2 separate regions of the Mustela erminea genome follow, and region 2 is linked to region 1. The links are chromatin contacts, called in public Hi-C maps. All regions are on one chromosome and are shown on one strand. Each heading gives the region's core, a stretch centred on a gene start, on an enhancer-like site or on the middle of the called end of the contact. The rest is flanking DNA. Distances are from core to core; before and after follow the strand shown.

Region 1 (3,996 bases), core at 602-3,101:
ACTAACCTGCCCACTTAGTGGAGTCCTCGTAAGAGGTCTGTCATCTTTTTCCATAGGTGGGTGAGTTTTGTTGGCCAGTTACTTAAATGAGTCTTTGAATTTTTCCATCTGAGAACACGGAGTCTCGACCACAAGCAGCTCTGGGAAACCGCTTACCCTTCCCACCCAGCTGTTGTTTTGAAATAGGGATTCGTTGGACCCTGCAACTTAATAGAAGCTCCTTCTCTTTGAATTCAGTATTTCTGACATCACTCTGAAGAGCTCTCTGGATAAGTTAGTACAGGGGACTTCGGGATTTCTGGAGGGATCCCGGGATGACAGTGTCCTTCCAATCTGTGTGTGTACGTGGATTTTTTGTAAGAACAGAAACGTCATGTTAAATCTTTTAAGGAGTATGTAAGTTGGATATTGAGCTCTTCAGAAACAAAATGGAAGTGTTTTTTGGTTGTGGTTTTTTTTTTTTTTTTTTTTTTTTTTTTGGTGAGATTACATTTGTTCTCAAATATCCTTTAAAAGATCTTTTCCTTTCTTCTGTTTCTCTTATTTGATAAAGTCACCAGACCCAAATGTCAGCCTGTAGCCGCACTTCCAGCTGCCATGAGCAGCCCCAGCCCCTGCACCAGCTGTCCTGGCTTCTGTCACTGTTGACTAGCTGTCCCTTAGTTACCCAGGTTTTGTGTGAGTAATCTCGCTACATTTATTGATCACCTTTCTAGTTTAGTTTAGTTTAGTTTATGGATACATTTCACAGTTAGAATACGATTTGTCCTGCTCTTCCCCCCGCCCAACGATTTATTTATTTTAGAGAAAGAGAGAAAGCGCGGGGGAGGGGCAGAGGAGAACCCTCAAACTCCCTCCTAAGCGTGGAGCCTGATGCGGGGCTCCCTCCCACTACCCCAAGAGCATGACCTGAGCCGAAATCAAGAGTCCGACATTCAGCTGAGCCACCCAGGTGCCCCTGATTTGTCCTATTCTTAAAAGGTCTCCCTACCCTCAAACTTAAATAGCCTGGGCAAAAATTTTCTTATTTCTTATGAAATCTGCAAGCAGGCAACCGTTGTTCCCGTTAAGGCTTCTCCTTTCTTCTCCACATCGCACACAGTAAGGGGACTGAGGAAGGCCTAGGGGAAGAGTTTGGTATTTGCATATTAAACTTGCACACACTACATGTTTAGAGGAAGGATGTAGTCACACTCACAGCAAATATTTTCTTCACACTTTGCTTTCTCGATGCTTTTTATAATAAAAGGAGTCCGAGAAGCCACCCAATCAGCACATTTTACCACCCCTGTTGGTACGGCAGAAAGAGCTCATGTACCATAAACAAATGATTATCCCAGATGCCCGGAACAGCGTCCCGTCACCTCTGAGCATAGGGCCTTCCAATTTTGGAATGCGGTATTAAGACAAATGCTTACTTGATTTGGCTTTTTACCACCTAAATTGATTGACTTGAGCTTCCTGATGTGTTTCCTATAAAACTTACTCTATTCTTAAAAGGCCAGTAACTAAAACAAATTACCTGTTCTCATTTAAGAACTAACCGTCTGCCGGCCTTTACATTTTCTAAGCATGGGAGCAGCTTCTACGTGTTTAGAACTTTGTTCTGACACATACTTGACTCTGAAAGGAACACTCTTAATTCTTCATCTGTCATCATCCGGTTGAGGTTTTTCTCTGTGTGCCCTATTTTTTTCTTCTAGGATTACTAATACCGTGATGGTGGTTACAGGACAGCAACTTCAGGCTCACTGCCAGGGAGAATCTGGCAACTGCTGTAAGCACTGATGTGTCCAGAACCAAACATAGCTTACCTCTTATGTCATGGAACCAGAAGCTGTTAGAGCTAACGGGTGTCCGCTCGTTTGGTTAAGCAACCTCACGACACTGAGGAGGAGGGTAGGACCCACAGGTGACAGGGCTCACTCAGCTTTGGAGGCTCCAGGACTAGGGCTCTGACTAGTCTAGAGAATGAAGGGATCTGGTGTCCTGACTTCCTGGTTGTTAATGGTGACGATTCTCCCGAATTGTTGCTCCCCAGTGCAGAGCACAGGTTGTCTTCAGTGTACCTGTCTCCTTTTCTCTCTTAGTGCCACAGCTTCACTCTGGTCTTCTTTATAATCCACGACAGTAACATGACTGGCCTCTCTGCCTCCTCTAATTCAGTGGGTCTCAAACTTGGCTGCACATTAAAAACACCTGGCGTGCTTTTCAAATCTTGATGCCCGGGCCAGACTCCGGCCCCCGCCCCGCCCCCACCAGCAGAATCCTAATCCTTAGGAGCAGATCTAGGCAACCCCAAGCTTCCTGACTGACTCTCGTGTGCAGTCAACGTTGAGCACCCTCTGCTCGTAATACCCGCTGCTCAGACACCTCAGTGGCTTCCAGATGTCACTCAGTTTAGCACTAAAAAGTAGAATGCTTAATTCCCACCCTCATCTTGGGCCACTGCTTCTCAGAATGTCAGTAGAATTCGTATCGTCCGGGAATCTGCTAGAAATGCGTGCTCAGGCCCCATTCCCTACTGATCAAGAAGCCTTGAAGCAGTGGCCCAGTAGGTCTCTAGTGATTCCGGTGCAAAAGCTTGAGAACTCTTAGAGAGGGCAGTAAGGGGATTTTAGGGATGTAGCTTGCTCTTTCTTTCTTACTCACTGGTGGACCCAAGACTAGAATAGAAAGAACACCAGAATGAACAAGATCAGCAGCTGCCTCTCCTGGGCACCCGCTCAGTCCTGGGCATGGAGACGGATGTGTCTCTTAGCTCTGCTTCTTTAATTGCTACAGTTTATTGCCCCTGCCCTCAAACCATCTAAACATTTAATCACCTTTTCGTTTTTTCCTGTTGTTATAAACTTAAGTGTTAGAACATTTGATTTTTACAAGAGTAATAAATAAATATTTTCTTTCTTTATGGCTAGTTCCCAGAAATGAATGCTATGATAATGAGACGGTTCAGTTTGCCAGGAGATGTGGACAGAGCTCGACAATATGTATTACAGGTAAGATTTTTTTTGAAGATTTTATTTATTTATTTGACAGATCACAGGGAGGCAGAGAGGCAGGCGGGGGGGTGGGGGGGGGGGAAGCAGGCTCCCTGCTGAGCAGAAAGCCCGATGTGGGGCTTGATCTCGGGACCCCGAGACCACAACCCAAGCCAAAGGCAGAGGCCCAACCCACTGGGCCACCCAGGCGCTCCCCAGATAAATTATTTTACGAAGAAATGAGCCAGGAGCAGGTCAGTGCAGCAGAGTTCTTTAACCAAATAACAGAACAAATTTTAGATGCAAGACCAGGTGTGGTCAATTGTTGACTTGACAAAAACTGAGGAAGAGAAACTTGTATGATCCTTTATTCTTCTAGAACTCTTTCTGAAGACTAATTTAAGTGGTCCTGGGTAAGGTTTGAACATTAGGACTTCTTTAGAGCTACCAAAATTATTTTTTTTTTTTAAGATTTTTTATTTATTTGACAGAGTCACAGGCAGGCAGAGGCAGGCAGAGAGAGTGGGGGAAGCAGGCTCCCCGCTGAGCAGAGTGCCTGACGTGGGGCTCAATCCCAGGACCCCGGGATCCCAAGCCAAAGGCAGAGGCCCTAACCCACTGAGCCACCCAGGTGCCTCTATCCAAGTGATTCTACTGTATCATATGGGCTGAGCCCTGCTGGTTTGAAAGCCGTCTTCCTCAAATCCACTGGCAGCACTGCTGCCCTGCAGTCCCCCAGACAGGCCTCCTGGTACAGGCTTACCTTTGCCACCTCCAGGTTATTGGGTGCTCACAGCCATCCCCTCAGTGTGGACCATCCCTGGTCCCTCCTAGAACTGCCATCAGTGGTCACTCAAGAACCCACAGAGGCAGACTGTTTCACCTTCAGGGGCGGTAAGCTTATTTCAGATATACTGCCACATATCCTCAGAACTTTCCTGTAGAAGCCAGATCTTTGTGCGTATTTTCACTTTCAATAACTGTCTTTCAAGAGTGAACTCTTTCCAAAATCTAA
Region 2 (3,736 bases), core at 299-2,798, 120 kb after region 1:
AATAACCCGATTCTTGCAAAGCACGTTTGGATTATGTCTTCTCCTAACAGGAGAATTTTTGATCCCATTACATTGATACAAAGGACTCTCTGCTCTTTATTTGCTTCTATAGCAAACTGCTGGTTTACCTAGTTAAAGATCTACAAACCAAACTACCACAACATAAATCACTTCCAATCATTGAAATAAAAACAAACGAGAATCTGTCACAAATAAGGCCCCAAGAATGTCCTAATAAATTTACAATAACATTTCACATTAGGGTCCTAGGACTAAATATGTTCGGTAATCCACCTGGGTTCTGTGCATTTACTTAGGTCGGAAAGAGAGAAACCTCAGAAAAGAAGCAACCGGCGGTTACGCCGTTCTATTTTAAGTTACTTATAAAGCCAACAGTTCAAAAACTTTTGGGGAAGAGAAAGTAAGACATTTTTCCAAGTAGTTAAGAATAATTTATCGTTTTATAATAACGATGGTCCTAACAACCTCTAGAATACATTATGGTGAGGACGGAAGTGAAAATGATGAGAGGGAAAAACACCCGACTTGAAAACGGACGGCCAGGCAAATTTATAAACCTTCAATTAAAGGAATTTCGAGATTAACTTCGCTTAGACGCCCTCCCTCACACCCCACCCGCTTCCTCCTCTCCTCGGGGAGGTCTGTGTAATGTGACTCATGACAAATTTTTATTAAAAAATAAATAAATAAGAGACACACCCTCTGGGTTGAACTGACATAATCGCCCCCACCCGCCCCCCCAAGACACACACCCCGCTTTTCCTCTCCCTCCTGCCGCTCCCCCGCCCCCCCGCGCCTCGTCCCTGCCCTTTCCTCTCCCCGTCCGAGACCCCTCTCCGGACGGAGCGGCAGCCGGCTCTCCCACACAGGAGCCCAGCGAATGGAAGGCTGCTGAGGGCAGCGCGCGACCCGGGGGGCCCAACCCGAAGGGAGGCGGACAGCAGGGGGGCGCCGGGCTGCGGCAGCGGCGAGCTCCGGGTTCCCTCGCCCATTTTCTCTCTCCCCTTCTATCGGTTTCAACCACCACAGCCACTTCCTGTATCGCAGCCCGACTCTCTCAGCCGAGCCACTTGCTCTCCCCGGCTGGGGGTTGGGGTTGGGGTTGGGGTTGGGGTTGAGGTTGAGGCTGAGGCAGCCGCTGAGGTTAGGGCAGTTCCCCACCCCGCCCAGTGGGCTGGTCACTCGGGCGGCAGGCGGTGGATCCTCGGCCGGGCCGGCCAGCGCCCGCCCGCCCGCGCGCCCGCGCTCCTCACCTGTATGTAGTTGTTTTCACAGTAGTCCGCCACCCGGGTCAGATTCTGGTAACTCTCTATCAGCGCCCTCTTGCCAGACGGGATCTCCTCCTCTAGTAACATCTGCAGCTCTGCCATTTTCCACCCCTCCGCATCGCTTCCTCTCGCGTTAAAGAGACAGAGGCAGCAAGGTCCGCGGAGGCGCGGAGCACCTCACAGCCCGGATACAAACCGCCTACCGCCCTCCCGCCTGGTATTGTGGGACGGCACCTCCTCCTCTTCCTCTTCACTCTCTCCACCCGGCTCCACCCACTTCGCGCAGCCGCCTCAATCCCGTTCTCTCGCGATCCTTCGCGTTTTCCCTTCTCCTCCCCACGGGTTTTGGTTTTTGTGTTGGTTTTTTTTTTTTGCGGCATAGTCTTCTGGGAATTGTAGTCTCTCACAGTCAACGCGCACCATTGAAAGCGCATGCGTGTAAGAGGGCCTCCGAAAAAGAACGGGAAGGAACGTAAAGGACGGCCCAGGGAAGGGGTCTAATTGCGAAGTTTCCCAACAATTCCGGCAGGTGGCGCTATATGGTGACGCTAAAGAATAAAATCCTTTCCGGGAGAAGGCTGTGAAAATTGGCAGAATTTGCTTGATTAGGTAACGTCAGTGAATCAGAGATATCAATTCTGATACGGGATTAAGAAGAGCTAGAACATGAAGAAATCCAAATCTTTACTTCCTCTGTCTCTTAGACATAAGACTCTGGCTTTACTTTCTAATCTTCCTACATCCTCAAATTTTCATTTAAAATTTAGCATTTATCATTGACAGTTCTGCACCAAGCAATGTACTAAATATTGGGGTACGAGTTGAACAAGGATACTCCGTACCTGTAAAGACTTGCAATTTAAAAGTAAATACACATTTCAGTGTTACCCGTCCTAATCGCTTTTTCTTTGACTCTTCTTTGCAAATCTCTCCCTGAAGTTAGGTACGCATTGTTCATCTAGGTTGCACAAAATCCTTTTATCTCTTTTAATCAACTGTTTTGTAATAGCGTAAAAGGCCCTATATTTCAAGAGTTTCGTTTAACAAGAACATTAAATGCTTTTGATATAATGAGCTATGAAAAGTGGTGTTCAAAAGCCGAAAAGCAAACTAATTTAAAAATCTACATTTTCAGCTCTCCACTAAGTAATTTCAAATTATAATAACTATAGGAATAATAACATGACCCAATCACATTTTTTTAAAGATTTTATTTATTTTATTTGACAGAGAGAGAGATCACAAGTAGGCGGAGCAGCAGGCAGAGGCAGAGGGGGAAGCAGGCTCCCTGCTGAGCAGAGAGCCCGATGTGGGACTCGATCCCAGGACACTGAGATCATGACCGGAACGGAAGGCAGCGGTTTAATCCACTGAGCCACCCAGGCGCCCCCCAATCACATTTTTAAAAATTGACCCATCACGTAAGCCTGACAATTCACCGACCTGTACCCCTGGGGCAAGTAATACATTGTATGTTAATAAAAATAATTAATAAAAAAAGACCCATCAATAGGTATTTATTGAATATTACCTTTACTAGGGGCCATAAAATGTTCAGTTGTAAAAGGAAAAATTTAAGTCTCCTACATGAAAAAGAAAACTACCCCCAAGCCACAGGATTCCCAGATCTGTAAATCAATAAATAGCTTACTTTCCATAATTACCTGGAATAGACATAATAGTCTTTTTTAATATTTTCATTAATCCAAGCATTATTTTATCCGAGTTCCTGAAATGTGATATATTTGGTGTCCAAATGGGGTGTCTCTGCATCAGATGCGGGTCCCCAAATGTGGGGCCACAATCAGGTGGAAGCTACTAGCAGCAGCAGTTAAAGAATTCACCTGAGGCAGATAAAAGGGGATAGAAGTTTATTGAATACCCCTCAAGGGAGGAGGGGCAGGACAGCAAAGGAGAGGAGGCTGTCTGCAAGGGAGCAGTGGGTTGGAGCTGTTTTTAAAGGGGGAAGGTGAGGAGGTATGGAGACATATGGAATTTTCCCTTTTTTGAAGACTGTGTCCAGTTGTAAGTAGTCGTTTGGTTAGCTAGGGCCTATGGATATTTTGAAGTGGGTCCCCTGATGGGCTTGTCTGTAGATCCAGCCAGGTGGTCGCTATGCCCTTTCTACCTGCCATTGCTCAAACCTTTTTGCCTAAAAACAGCCTTTACAATAAATTCTCTTTTTTTCATGTGATATACTCTTAAATTTGGTCTCCACATGAACCAGATTTAACCACAGACATCACTAAACTTGCTTATATCCACAGATTGACATCTTTCTTTAAGCTTGTTTCTTTGTTTTTTTGTTTTAGCAATCTCTATACCCGGCAGGGGGCTCTAGCTCAGGACCCTAAATTCAAGGGTCACATGCTCTTCTGACTGAGCCGCCAGGTGTCCCCATATATTGATACCTTTCAACAACACGGGGGAGGTAAACAGGTGCCCTT

Evidence for each region. A called contact is a pair of places that touch in the nucleus more often than the background predicts.
Region 2: a Hi-C map of fibroblasts shows a contact between it and region 1, with 3 times the contacts expected there. The contact joins the promoter of ABI1 here to the enhancer-like site in region 1. A contact is called at or near these places in 2 of 3 Hi-C or Micro-C datasets (fibroblasts and spleen).

What each region holds. Positions count from the first base shown.
Region 1 is chr6:129,856,635-129,860,630 of mMusErm1.Pri, forward strand. PDSS1 (decaprenyl-diphosphate synthase subunit 1) reads left to right here. Exons shown (of 11, transcript XM_032349684.1): 10 at 2,919-2,999. Among named protein-coding and RNA genes, the nearest start is that of PDSS1, 50 kb to the left of the region's middle. Within about 2 kb of position 1,852, the one cell type or tissue checked has open chromatin away from gene starts, as enhancers often do. A contact at or near this core is called in fibroblasts, where this site is marked.
Region 2 is chr6:129,979,415-129,983,150 of mMusErm1.Pri, forward strand. It overlaps ABI1 (abl interactor 1), which reads right to left and starts at 1,549. Exons shown (of 12, transcript XM_032349671.1): 1 at 1,275-1,549. The coding sequence starts at 1,391.